Linked DNA regions of Macaca mulatta: region 1 is linked to region 2. A link is a contact called in public Hi-C data. All regions are on one chromosome and are shown on one strand. Each heading gives the region's core, a stretch centred on a gene start, on an enhancer-like site or on the middle of the called end of the contact. The rest is flanking DNA. Distances are from core to core; before and after follow the strand shown. Region 1 holds the start of C20H16orf87 (chromosome 20 C16orf87 homolog). Region 2 holds the start of VPS35 (VPS35 retromer complex component).

Region 1 (5,251 bases), core at 47-2,546, 150 kb after region 2:
ATTTCAAATTACTCTTGATTTTAAAAAATTTAAAAAGGCGGGGGGGAGGGGAGGCGAGAAAGGTAGTCATTTTGAAAAAATTCACTCAGTGGAAAAGGAAAAAACACACCCAGATCTACACGCTGGTAACAAATGAGGGCCTTACGAATGCTTTTAATTGAAGGAGTTTTAACTCATTCGATGTTAAGGCTTAAAGGAATGTCTATTATTCCAGTAAAGAATTGAGACACGCTTCAACACAGAGAACACTGAAATGAGATGTTTAAATTACAACTATTACACCATGAACTCAATGTAGAAAGGAATCGTTTCAAATTCAAGAAACCAGATAGAGAGAGAGGGAGGGAGAGAGAGACAGAGAGAGACAGAGATATAGATCTAGAAGCAGACAGGCCAAATTTGTAACAGTGGATACTGCGAGGGGTGGGGATACTACGAGCGCCCAAAAAGGAGGAAGGGCTTAAACGGGGGCCTTATTCAATCATGAACCATTAAAAACAACGTAAATGCAGGATTCGCGATTGCACAGCAAAAATATAATAAATACGTGAGGAGGGGAAAAAAAAATCTCCAAATTCGCCGAAACTCAAAATCATTACACGCGGCCCGCTTTGTCCCACTCAGGCGCCCGCCCCGGTCGCTGAGGCGCCGTTTTGGGGGAGCCCCGCACCCGTCGGAACCGGGAACAAAGCCGCCCGGGCCGCAGGAGGGGCTCTCGGAGCCAGGGCCTGGCCTGGGAGGCGGGCGCACGGCGCCCTCTCGCCGGGGCTGCCGCCCGCAGGCTCCCACCGCTGTCACCGCCGCCGGCGAGAAGAGTCTGGGGCGCCAGACAGCCGCCCAATGAGCCCACCACAGGCGTGCTCCCCCAGCTGCCGGGACACAGCAGGAGGGGCTCGGTTGTCTGGCCGCCGCCAGGCGGATACTGGCTGGCCACGGCCCCGGGCTCTTCCCGCGAAACCCCTCGGTGCAGCCCGACCGGCCCCGGACCCCCACCGCCGCCGCCGCGGCCGGGCCCAAGGACCTGCCCACCGCTCAGCCACCGAGAGCCCGGCGAGGTCCCCCTCCACAGGCAACGGCCGCCAAGCCACTGCCGCCCGCCCGCGCGCCCGGCCCCCAGCACCCACCTGTTGGTCGCACTCGGGGCATGATTTGGTGGCCATCTTCACTTTCTTGGCTCGAGTTGCAGACATGCTCCTCTACCTCAGCGGCGGCGGCAGCGACGGCTCGGGCTCCTCCCCTCGCACTTCGGCAGCCCGGCCTCCGGCCGCCCCGTCCCCGCAAGCCTCACCAAGCCTCTGGCGGGTGCGCGCGCGCGCGCGTGCGCGAGCTCGCGCGGAACCTGCGCGCCAAGGGGGCGGGGCGGGGCGTCGGCTGGCGGCTCCTGGGGACAGCGACACGCGCTCCCACTACGACTTGCGACCCACAGCTCGCCCGCGAGCTCGCCCAGAGTATCACTGGAGGAGAAGAGACCTCCCGGACCGCCCCGGCGCGGCAGTGGCCACGCCTCCTCTCGGCCTGGCCGACTACGAGGGGGCAAGGCCTGGGCGGGACTCGGCAGTAACGGGCGTCGAGCTCGACCAACGAAGGCACAGGTAGGGCGGGCCGTAGTGCTGGGCACGCCCCCTCCCCATGGAACGAGAACGTGGGAGCGAAGGCTGGGGAATGAATGGTGAAGGGCGTAGCGTGGATCCTGGCATTTAATAAACTTCAGTAGGCTGGGCGCGGTGGCTCATGCCTGTACTCCCGGCACTTTGGGAGGCCGAGGCGGGCGGATCACGAGGTCAGGAGATCGAGACCATCCTGGCTAACACGGTGAAACCCTGTCTCTACTAAAAATACAAAAAATTAGCCGGGCGTGGTGGCGGACGCCTGTAGTCCCAGCTCCTCGGGAGGCTGAGACAGAAGAATGGCGTGAACCCGAGAGGCGGAGCTTGCAGTGAGCCGAGATCGCGCCACTGCACTCCAGCCCGGGCGACAGAGCAAGACTCCGTCTCAAAAAAAAAAAAAAGCAAACAAAAAAACTTCAGTAGATGTTACCAAGGCTAATCGTTGAGGAATTATGATAGACATTTTATGAGAGCATTGGACCTAGCAGCAGAGTGAAAATTTATTTATTTATTCAATATATAATTGCCTAAGTCCCACTGTCAGGAAAATTTGAATAAAATGCAGTGTCAGCCTTCAAGGAGCAGCCTAGCTGTGTAAACCAGTGCTACTCACTATCAAGAGGAGGGATCAGTTGTTTTTCTTTTTCCAATCTGTCCGTGACTGATACTTACTAAATTAACATTAAATAAATTATTCGAGGCCGGGGGCAATGGCTCACGCCTGTAATCCCAGCACTGTGGGAAACCCAGGCGGGCGGATCACTTAAGCCCAGGAGTTCGAGACCACGCTGGGCAACATAGCGAGATCCCCATCTCTACAAAAAGTAAAAGATTTTAAAAATTTAGCTGAGCATGGTGGCCCATGCCTGGAGTGGGAGGATCGCTTGAGCTTATGAGGTTGAGGCTTCAGAGAACCGAGATTGCGGCCACTGCACTCTAGCCTGAGTGATAGTGGGAGACCCTGTCTCCAAAAAAAAAAAAAAAAAAAAAAAAAAAAAAAAGGGCCGGGCGCGGTGGCTCACGCCTGTAATCCCAACACTTTGAGAGGCCTAGGCAGGTGGATCACCTGAGGTCGAGAGTTCGAGACCAGCTTGGCCAACATGGTGAAACCCCATCTCTAGTAAAAATACAAAAATTAGCCAGGTGCGGTGGTGCACGTCTGTAATGCCAGCTACTTGGGAGGCTGAGGCACGAGAATCGCTTGAACCTGGGAGGCGGAGGTTGCAATGAGCCAAGATTGCACCACTGCACTCCAGACTGGGCGACAGAGCGAGACTCTGTCTCGGAAAGAAAAAAAAAAGGCCGGGCGCGGTGGCTCACGCCTGTAATCCCAGCACTTCGGGAGGCCAAGGCTAGCTAACACAGTGAAACCCCGTCTCTACTAAAAATACAAAAAAGTAGCCGGGTATGTTGGCGGGCGCCTGTAGTCCCAGCTACTCGGGAGGCTGAGGCCGGAGAATGGCGTGAACCCGGGAGGCGGAGCTTGCAGTTAGCTGAGATCGCGCCACTGCACTCTAGTCGGACTTCGTCGGAAGGGGAGGGGAGAGGAGGGGACGGGAGGGAAGGGGAGGGGGGAGTTAAAAACAACTCTGCAAAATGTAAGCTTACTTTTAAATATTTAATTTGACAGACCCAGAGTTATGCTTAATAAACAATCAGAACAAACATAACAGAAAGAAAATAATTTACAAACTGTACACGTTGCTCAGAGAAAATTTGCCAATATGCATTTATTACAGAGACTGGCTATTCCACTGATAACTTTTTATTCTACAATTGTTAACTAAAGCAAAGTTATGAGTTACAATTGTATATAGTAAATGCCTGTAAGCACACTTTGTATAAATAACAGGTATATAAATGTTTAAAGCTTTTAATATGAAACCCACGAGATTGCTTCCTGTTTGATCATTTACAGGCATACTTTGGAGAGACTAGGGGTTCAGTTCCAAGCCATTACAAAAAAGAGAGCCACACTCAATTTTTTTGTTTCCCAGTACATATAATAAACATGTTTCCACTATACCATAATATAGTAAAAGTACAATAGCATTATGTCTAAAAAACAGTGTACACACCTTGATGTTAAAATTGGGCTACAAATCCTGGGCAAAATGGTGAAACCCGTCTCCAAAAAAAATTAAAAAATAACCAGGTGGTGACAGTGCATGCCTGTAGTCCCAGCTACTCAAGAGGTTGAGGTGGAGGATCCACTGAGCCCAGGAGGTCGAGGCTGCAGTGAACCATGATTGTGCCATTGCATTCCAGCCTGGGTGACAGAGAGAAACCCTGTCTCAAAAAAAAAAAAAAAAAAGAACGTAATCCTGCCACTGCTTTATCAACTAATATTTATGTAATATTCTAAATCCTTTGTTGTCATTCAGCTGTGTTCACAGAATCTTCCCCAGGAGAGTCCATCTCAAAAAACCACTTTCTTTGCTCCTTTATAAGAAGTAACTCCTCATCTGTTCAAGTTTTATCATGAGATTGCAACATTAATCTGAGCACTTTGGGAGGCCGAGGCAGGAGGATTGCTTGAGCTCAAGAGTTTGAGACCAACCTGGGCAACATGGTGAAACCTCATCTTCACAAAAAAATACAAATATTATCTGGGCGTGATGTGCATCTGTAGTCCCAGCTACCTGGGAGGCTGAGGTGGGAGGAATGCTTGAGCCCAGGAGGTCAAGGCTATAGTGAACCATAATCGTACCAATGCACTCCAGCCTGGACAACAGAGTGAGACCCTGTGCCCAAAAAAAAGAGGAGAGAATGAGATTGCAGCAATTCAGTCACATCTTCAGACTCTACTTCTAATTCGGGTTATATCTTGCTATGTGTCCCGCATTTGCAGTTACATGCTCCACTGAAGTATTGAACCCCTCAAAGTCATCCATGAGGATTGTAATCAACTCCTCCCAAGCTCCTGTTAATGTTTATATTTTGACTTGCTTCCATGAGTCATGAATGTTCTTAATGCCATCTAAAATGGTGAATCATTTCCAGAAGGTTTTCAATTGACTTTGCCCAGATCCATCACAGGAATTGCCATCTATGGCAGCAATAGCCTTACAAAATCTATTTCTGAAATAATAAGACTTGAAAGTCAAAATTATTCCATAATCCATAGCTTACAGAATGGATTAGCAGGCATGAAAATAACATTAATTTCTTAAACCTCCATCAGAGCCGTTAGGTGACCAGGTGCATTGTCAATGAGTAATAATATTTTGAAAAGAATCTTTTTTTCCAAGCAGTAGGTCTCAGCAGAGGACTTGAAATATTTAGTAAACCATGACAGATGTGCTGTCATCCAGACTTTGTTATTCCATGTATAGAGTATAGGCAGAGTAGATTTAACATGTTTCTTAAGGGCCCCAAGATTTGGGGAATGGTATATGAGCATTGACTTCAACTTAAAGTCATCAGCTACACTTGCCCCTAACAAGACAGTGAGCCTCTCTGTTGAAGCTTTGAAGCCAGGCCTTGATTGCCGCCTTCTCTCCAGCTGTGAAAGTCTTAGGTAGCATATTTTTCCAGTACAAGGCTGTTTCACCTACAATGAAAATTTGTTCTTCAATGTAGCCACCTTTACTAATAAAATTAGCTAGATCTTTTGGATAACTTGCTGCAGCTTCTACATCAGC
Region 2 (5,498 bases), core at 2,979-5,478:
ATCCCAGCACTTTGGGAGGCCGAGACGGGCGGATCACAAGGTCAGGAGATCGAGACCACGGTGAAACCCCGTCTCTACTAAAAATACAAAAAATTAGCCGGGCGCGGTTGTGGGCGCCTGTAGTCCCAGCTACTCGGGAGGCTGAGGCAGGAGAATGGCGTGAACCCGGGAGGCGGAGCTTGCAGTGAGCCGAGATCGCACCACTGCACTCCAGCCTGGGCGACAGAGCGAGACTCCGTCTCAAAAAAAAAAAAAAAAGGGAACATGAATTTATCCCAGCAGAACTATTACCATAAAATGCTAGTTTCAGAGGCAAGGATGACCACCAGCATTTAAAGATTCTGACTTAATGAAATTTACTACTCATCATGGGCTAGTCTTCTCTGAACTTTAGTGAAACCAGGCCATCATTTGGAATATTTTGGCTCCTTACCTCTGGATGCAATAGATTTAATAATAATTTGAATCAATGGATTTCATTAAGTTCAACTGATCCATTTAGAGATAAACAGTGATACATCTGAATTTTTTTTATTTTTCTTTAAGATACATCTGGATATTTTAATTAAAAATGACTTACTATAGTGGTAAAATGTACGGAAAATTTACCATTTTAACCACATTTAAATGTGCAGTTCGGTGGCACTAAGTTAAGTACATCCACATTAATACAGTTACCACCATCTATCTCTAAAACTTTTTATCTTTACAAATGCAAATGGAAACTGTAGCCATTAAACTCCCATTCCGATCCCCCAGGCAATCCTACCTTCTTTTCTCTGAGTTTGACTACTCTATATACTTCATATAAGTGAAATCACACAATATTTTTCCTTTTATGTCTCACTTATTTCACTGATTATAATATCTTCAATGTTCATCCATGTTGCAGTATGTATCAGAATTTCCCTCCTTTTAAAAACGAAATATTTCATTATATATCTATATATATATATATATACACACACATACTACATTTTGCTTATCAATTGACATGTAGGTTGTTTCCATCTTTTGGCTGTTGTGTACGATAATTTTTATTACATAGCAAATGAAACTGTGGCTACAAAGGGTTACAAACAGTTACAAAAACATTTGTATAGAATGACTAGAAAGATTTAGAGATGTACAAACAAAGGAATGCAATTTTAGGAAAATTCTTCTATTTTGTCTCAACTGGGCTTAAAATAGAAATGTAAATACAAAATGTTGAAGATTACAGAATGACTTATTACAAAGTAAGCTACAAATGAAGACATAAAGCTATAGTAATGCAGTCTATTTTTATATATTACTCATAAAACAGTGTAGTTATGCTAGCAACAGCTATTCTAAGGGCTATTCTTGATGCCTTCCTAGGAAGGGTCACATAGAGCCTTAACAATTATAATATGAACACGCTATCATTAAACACAAGTCAATTAACCAATGTTTCCTCAATCATTAAAGCAGTTTTCCATTTGTAAATGACTGTACTTCGCAGATACACGGATCAGAAGAAAATGGAAACCCTACAGAATGGGGATCAAATTAACATTTGTGATTAGGCCCATTTTAGCTTGAGACCCACAAACAGCCCTCTCAAGACTACAGTTATAAGGTGCAGAGCAAAGCAAAGGTCATCATGAACTGATCACTTGGAAAACTACTCTCCATTCAAACAATGTGCTTTTGTTTCCTCTTCTATGAAACAGAGATGAGAGCACCCCCACCACTGTTATGAAGAACAAATGAAACCAAAGCTCAAAACGTGCCTACTACTTAGTAATAAGCACTTAATAAGTGCTACAATTATTATTCAGTTTAGATACAAATAATTATCTCCACTTACGTCAGAAACCTATTGTGGTTCAATCTCCCTGCTCATATGCTGTAGATGTAATCTGACAGTACAAGGTAAACCAAATGTAACACTCATCTCTTCAAACAAAGATACAGAATATCATGTTAATGAAAGAACTATTTTAAAAATGACAGGGCATACATTGACAACTGAAGTAGAGAGAAATAAGGATGATGAGGGCATAAGAACTTCAAAATGTAATTTGAACACCAAATGGCTCTAACTTCATTTCCAATACATATCCCCAAGAATCCTTTGATGGAGCACACTGAACATTCTGGCTTCATCTATTAGCAATACCTTTTCTTTCCACCTGGAGAATTTCTGTCCACCCTCTTTATAGTCTCAGTTCACGTTACTTCCTGTAGTTCCTCCCAAAATCCCCAGGCAAAACTATCCCTCCATGACCCCAAAGCACTGAGTTGACAATGTTAGTAAAGCAATCCACACACTGTATTACAGTTAAGTTCTACAAGCTTATCTCCCACAGTAGCCTCTTAAGTTCGACATTGGAACCCAGTGCCACAGTCCGTGACACTAAAGGCACACAAGATGTTTGATGAATTGAAGTGGATTCTAGAAGTTTAGGGCTTGGAAGGGCCAAAGGGGCCAACACTTTCTTTCGGATGCAAAAGTGCGACACCAAGAAGACTAAACGACCTGCCTAAATTATAGACAGTGACTGTGAAAGAACGAATACTCAAGTTTCCTTTCCCAGTAAAATTCATGAGGACAAGATTGTGTGTCTGGCTGATTGCTCCCAACTGGTTCACCCAACAAAGAATCGGAGTGCGTAATACAACCTCAATTAAGTGTTTTCCATTACAAAACAATATAAATGTCAATCCATAAACGCTGGGAAACACACAAATCCTAAAGTTAAATTTTGCGCCGGTCTTGTTTCAATTCCCAATTGCAAATATTCTGAGAAACAGACAAAAATCACCTTGTAAGGCAATGTTATATGAAAATAGTATTTGTAAAACACTTAATCCTTTCCGGCACTAAGACAGTTAAAGTGAAATCTGTTTCCAGGCTTACAGATTTACAGAAGCCTGTCTACACAGAGTGAGTAAGATAATTAAAGCGGACATACAGTATATACTCAAAAAATTTATTTGCACAGTGCAGGCTATGTCAAACGCTAATAAAATGCAAGTGACAACTTGCCTCTGTGGGAACCAGACAGAAAGATTCACATTTTGAGGAAGTTCAAGTTTACCGGCCAACAGCCACACCACGATTTGCTGCCGTCATAGACGGGCCCTAAGGAGAAGGACTGCTTCCAGCAAGTCAAATACTTGGATTTCATCAACCGAGAGACAAAAGAGCCAAGGTGCGCCCAACGCACAAATGCTAAAGGAAACAATCAGTCTCCTTTCCGACCGTCAGGATTAGAAGACAGCCTGATTCCTTCCAGGAAATTCATGTAAGCAGGTCCCCAGAACTCGCTGACAAACACTGCAGCCGAAGGCGGGTATGAGGCCAAGAAAAGCCAAGGAACCACTGCGACCCCTCCAGGAGGGCGTGAGGACGGCCGAGCACAACTAGGCACAAAGGTAGAAACGCAACATCTGGGCGGGTCCTGGCGCCAACTCCGATCTCAGGGCCTCCGCGCGCCCAGGGGGCCAGATGCTCAGACCTTGGACTACGGGTCCCCTCGTGGCGGGCAGGCGGCCGATTCCACTTACAGGAGGCCGCAGGCCTTCATGGACCCCAAAGCCTACAGGCCAAGTCACCCCCACAGAGAGGCCGCCCCGTCTCTCAGCAACGGCCGCAGCCAGGAGCCGCCGCCCACCCCGGCCCGGATCAGCCTGCCCGCGGCCTTTCTCCTCCTGTCCCCTATCCCGCAGGCCAAATCGGGCTGGTCTTAGTCCCGAACGGTCTTTGGGGCCTCTTCTCCACTCGCTAGGGTCCGGGGCGGTGGGAGAGAGCAGGGACTACAAGGAGGGTCGGCTAGGGTGCTACTGCCCCCTCAACACTCACCATGGCGACTCCCCACAGCCTGCAGCAAGGAGCACCCACCCCGCGCGGAGCCTCCCGCGGTCATGTGACGCTGCGGCCCCTCCAAGCCCCGCCCTCTCTAGCCCCACCCCCGGGCCCTACAGGCTGCTCATTGATTGGCCTACTTCTAGGAACCGAAGTCTCGCGTGCTTATTGGCCCCGGCCACTTAACGCTAGATGGACGGACCTGGGCGCCAGCCAATCTCACCACAGCGTGTGAGAGTGGGCGGTGGGTGCAGCGCAGTGGGGATCCCCCGGCGGCAGACAGGAGACAACAGGAGGGAAAGGCAGTGTGTGATGAGTTTGTCAAGAAGAAAGGAATGGAAGGAGGGAAAGCCTACAAGTCCACACTCACCATATCTGCCTTGGCGAGTGGGCTAGTGATGCGCATGCGCGAAAGGAAGACCCTGATTGGCTTGTGGGACGGTCTCAATGTCCTGTCCCAACCAATCCACATGAGCCGGGGGTGGGGCCTGGCTCTCACTGGCTGGTGCAGCCTTTGCGCGCGGGTTTCATTGCCCCGCGGCTTTTGCCCGAGTTGTTCGCTTTAGTCCCGGCGCTATGGGGTCGGAGCTGATCGGGCGCCTAGCCCGGCGCCTGGGTCTTGCCGAGCCCGACATGCTGAGGTGAGTTCGGCCGCGCAAGACCAGGGCTGGGCTCCCGCCTCGCGGCCCTGGGCCCTCAGGCGAGGCCGGCGCCCTTCCCAGGCGTCGGGCGGCGCGGAAGTGACGGGGAGCGCTGGGGCCGCGCGGGGTTTAGGGCCTACTTCAAGAGAAACTTCCCGGCCGTAAGCTTGAATGAGATGGCAAGAAGGGCGATAGCAAACGGTGATGGCAAACGTCCCTGGGAACAGCCAGCCCTGTCCGCGGGTAGCACGGTGGTAGAAAAATGAGCCAGGGAGAATTTGCCGCTCATTCCGCCAACGCCTACTGCAGTCGGGTTTACAGCAGGGAACCCGACAACGTGGCGCAGACTCCGTTGTCTATAAGGGCGAGGACCTTAACCGGGCCGTGTGCCAGAACCACTGGGCGTGGGGTGGAGCGCGGCCTAGCGGCTGCCTTTAACAAAACAACAAAAACTCGGAAAAGCGGGCGCTGTTCCCGCTGAGGCCGGATTGATGGCAGGTGCTAGGCGAGGAAAGATATGGCAAGAGCTGCCCAGGCAGGGACGACAGCTCCTGCAAAAGCCTTGAGATGGGAAGCGGGATCCGGGGTTCGAAATAAAGCCATTGTAGCTAAAACGTGGAGCAGTCAGGCGAGGGAAGGCAAGGAATAGAGCACTTAAAAGATTTGAAGACACGCCTGCAAGACTCGGTAGTCGTTTAGAACAGTGGTTCTCAAAATGTGGTTCCTGGGCCAGCAACAGCCATATCATCTTGTCTCTTGTTAGAAATACAAATTCTTCGGTCCCACCTCAAGCCTACTGATTAGTAACTCGGCCTGGGACCCAGTAATTTGTTTTCACAAGCCCCCAAGGTGATTCTCGCCTACAATTAAGTTTAAGAACTACTGATTTAAAGGAATAGGAGGAAAGGAGGAACCCTGGTCTAACCTGCCTGCCTCTGTGATAGTTCATGCTTGTTCCAGTAATGGAAGGAGGAAAGAAGGGTTATTTTTTTGTCGAAATTTAACTTCCTTTTGCCTGAAAGCAT

Evidence for each region. Hi-C and Micro-C count contacts between places; a contact is called where the count stands out from the background.
Region 1: a Hi-C map of liver shows a contact between it and region 2, with 2.8 times the contacts expected there. The contact joins the promoter of C20H16orf87 here to the promoter of VPS35 in region 2. A contact is called at or near these places in 2 of 14 Hi-C or Micro-C datasets (cortical neurons and liver).

What each region holds. Positions count from the first base shown.
Region 1 is chr20:42,262,827-42,268,077 of T2T-MMU8v2.0, forward strand. C20H16orf87 (chromosome 20 C16orf87 homolog) reads right to left here and starts at 1,297. Exons shown (of 4, transcript NM_001194607.2): 1 at 1,125-1,297. The coding sequence starts at 1,190.
Region 2 is chr20:42,110,130-42,115,627 of T2T-MMU8v2.0, forward strand. VPS35 (VPS35 retromer complex component) reads right to left here and starts at 4,229. Exons shown (of 17, transcript XM_015126074.3): 1 at 4,035-4,229. It overlaps ORC6 (origin recognition complex subunit 6), which reads left to right and starts at 4,341. Exons shown (of 7, transcript NM_001194605.2): 1 at 4,341-4,473. The coding sequence starts at 4,409.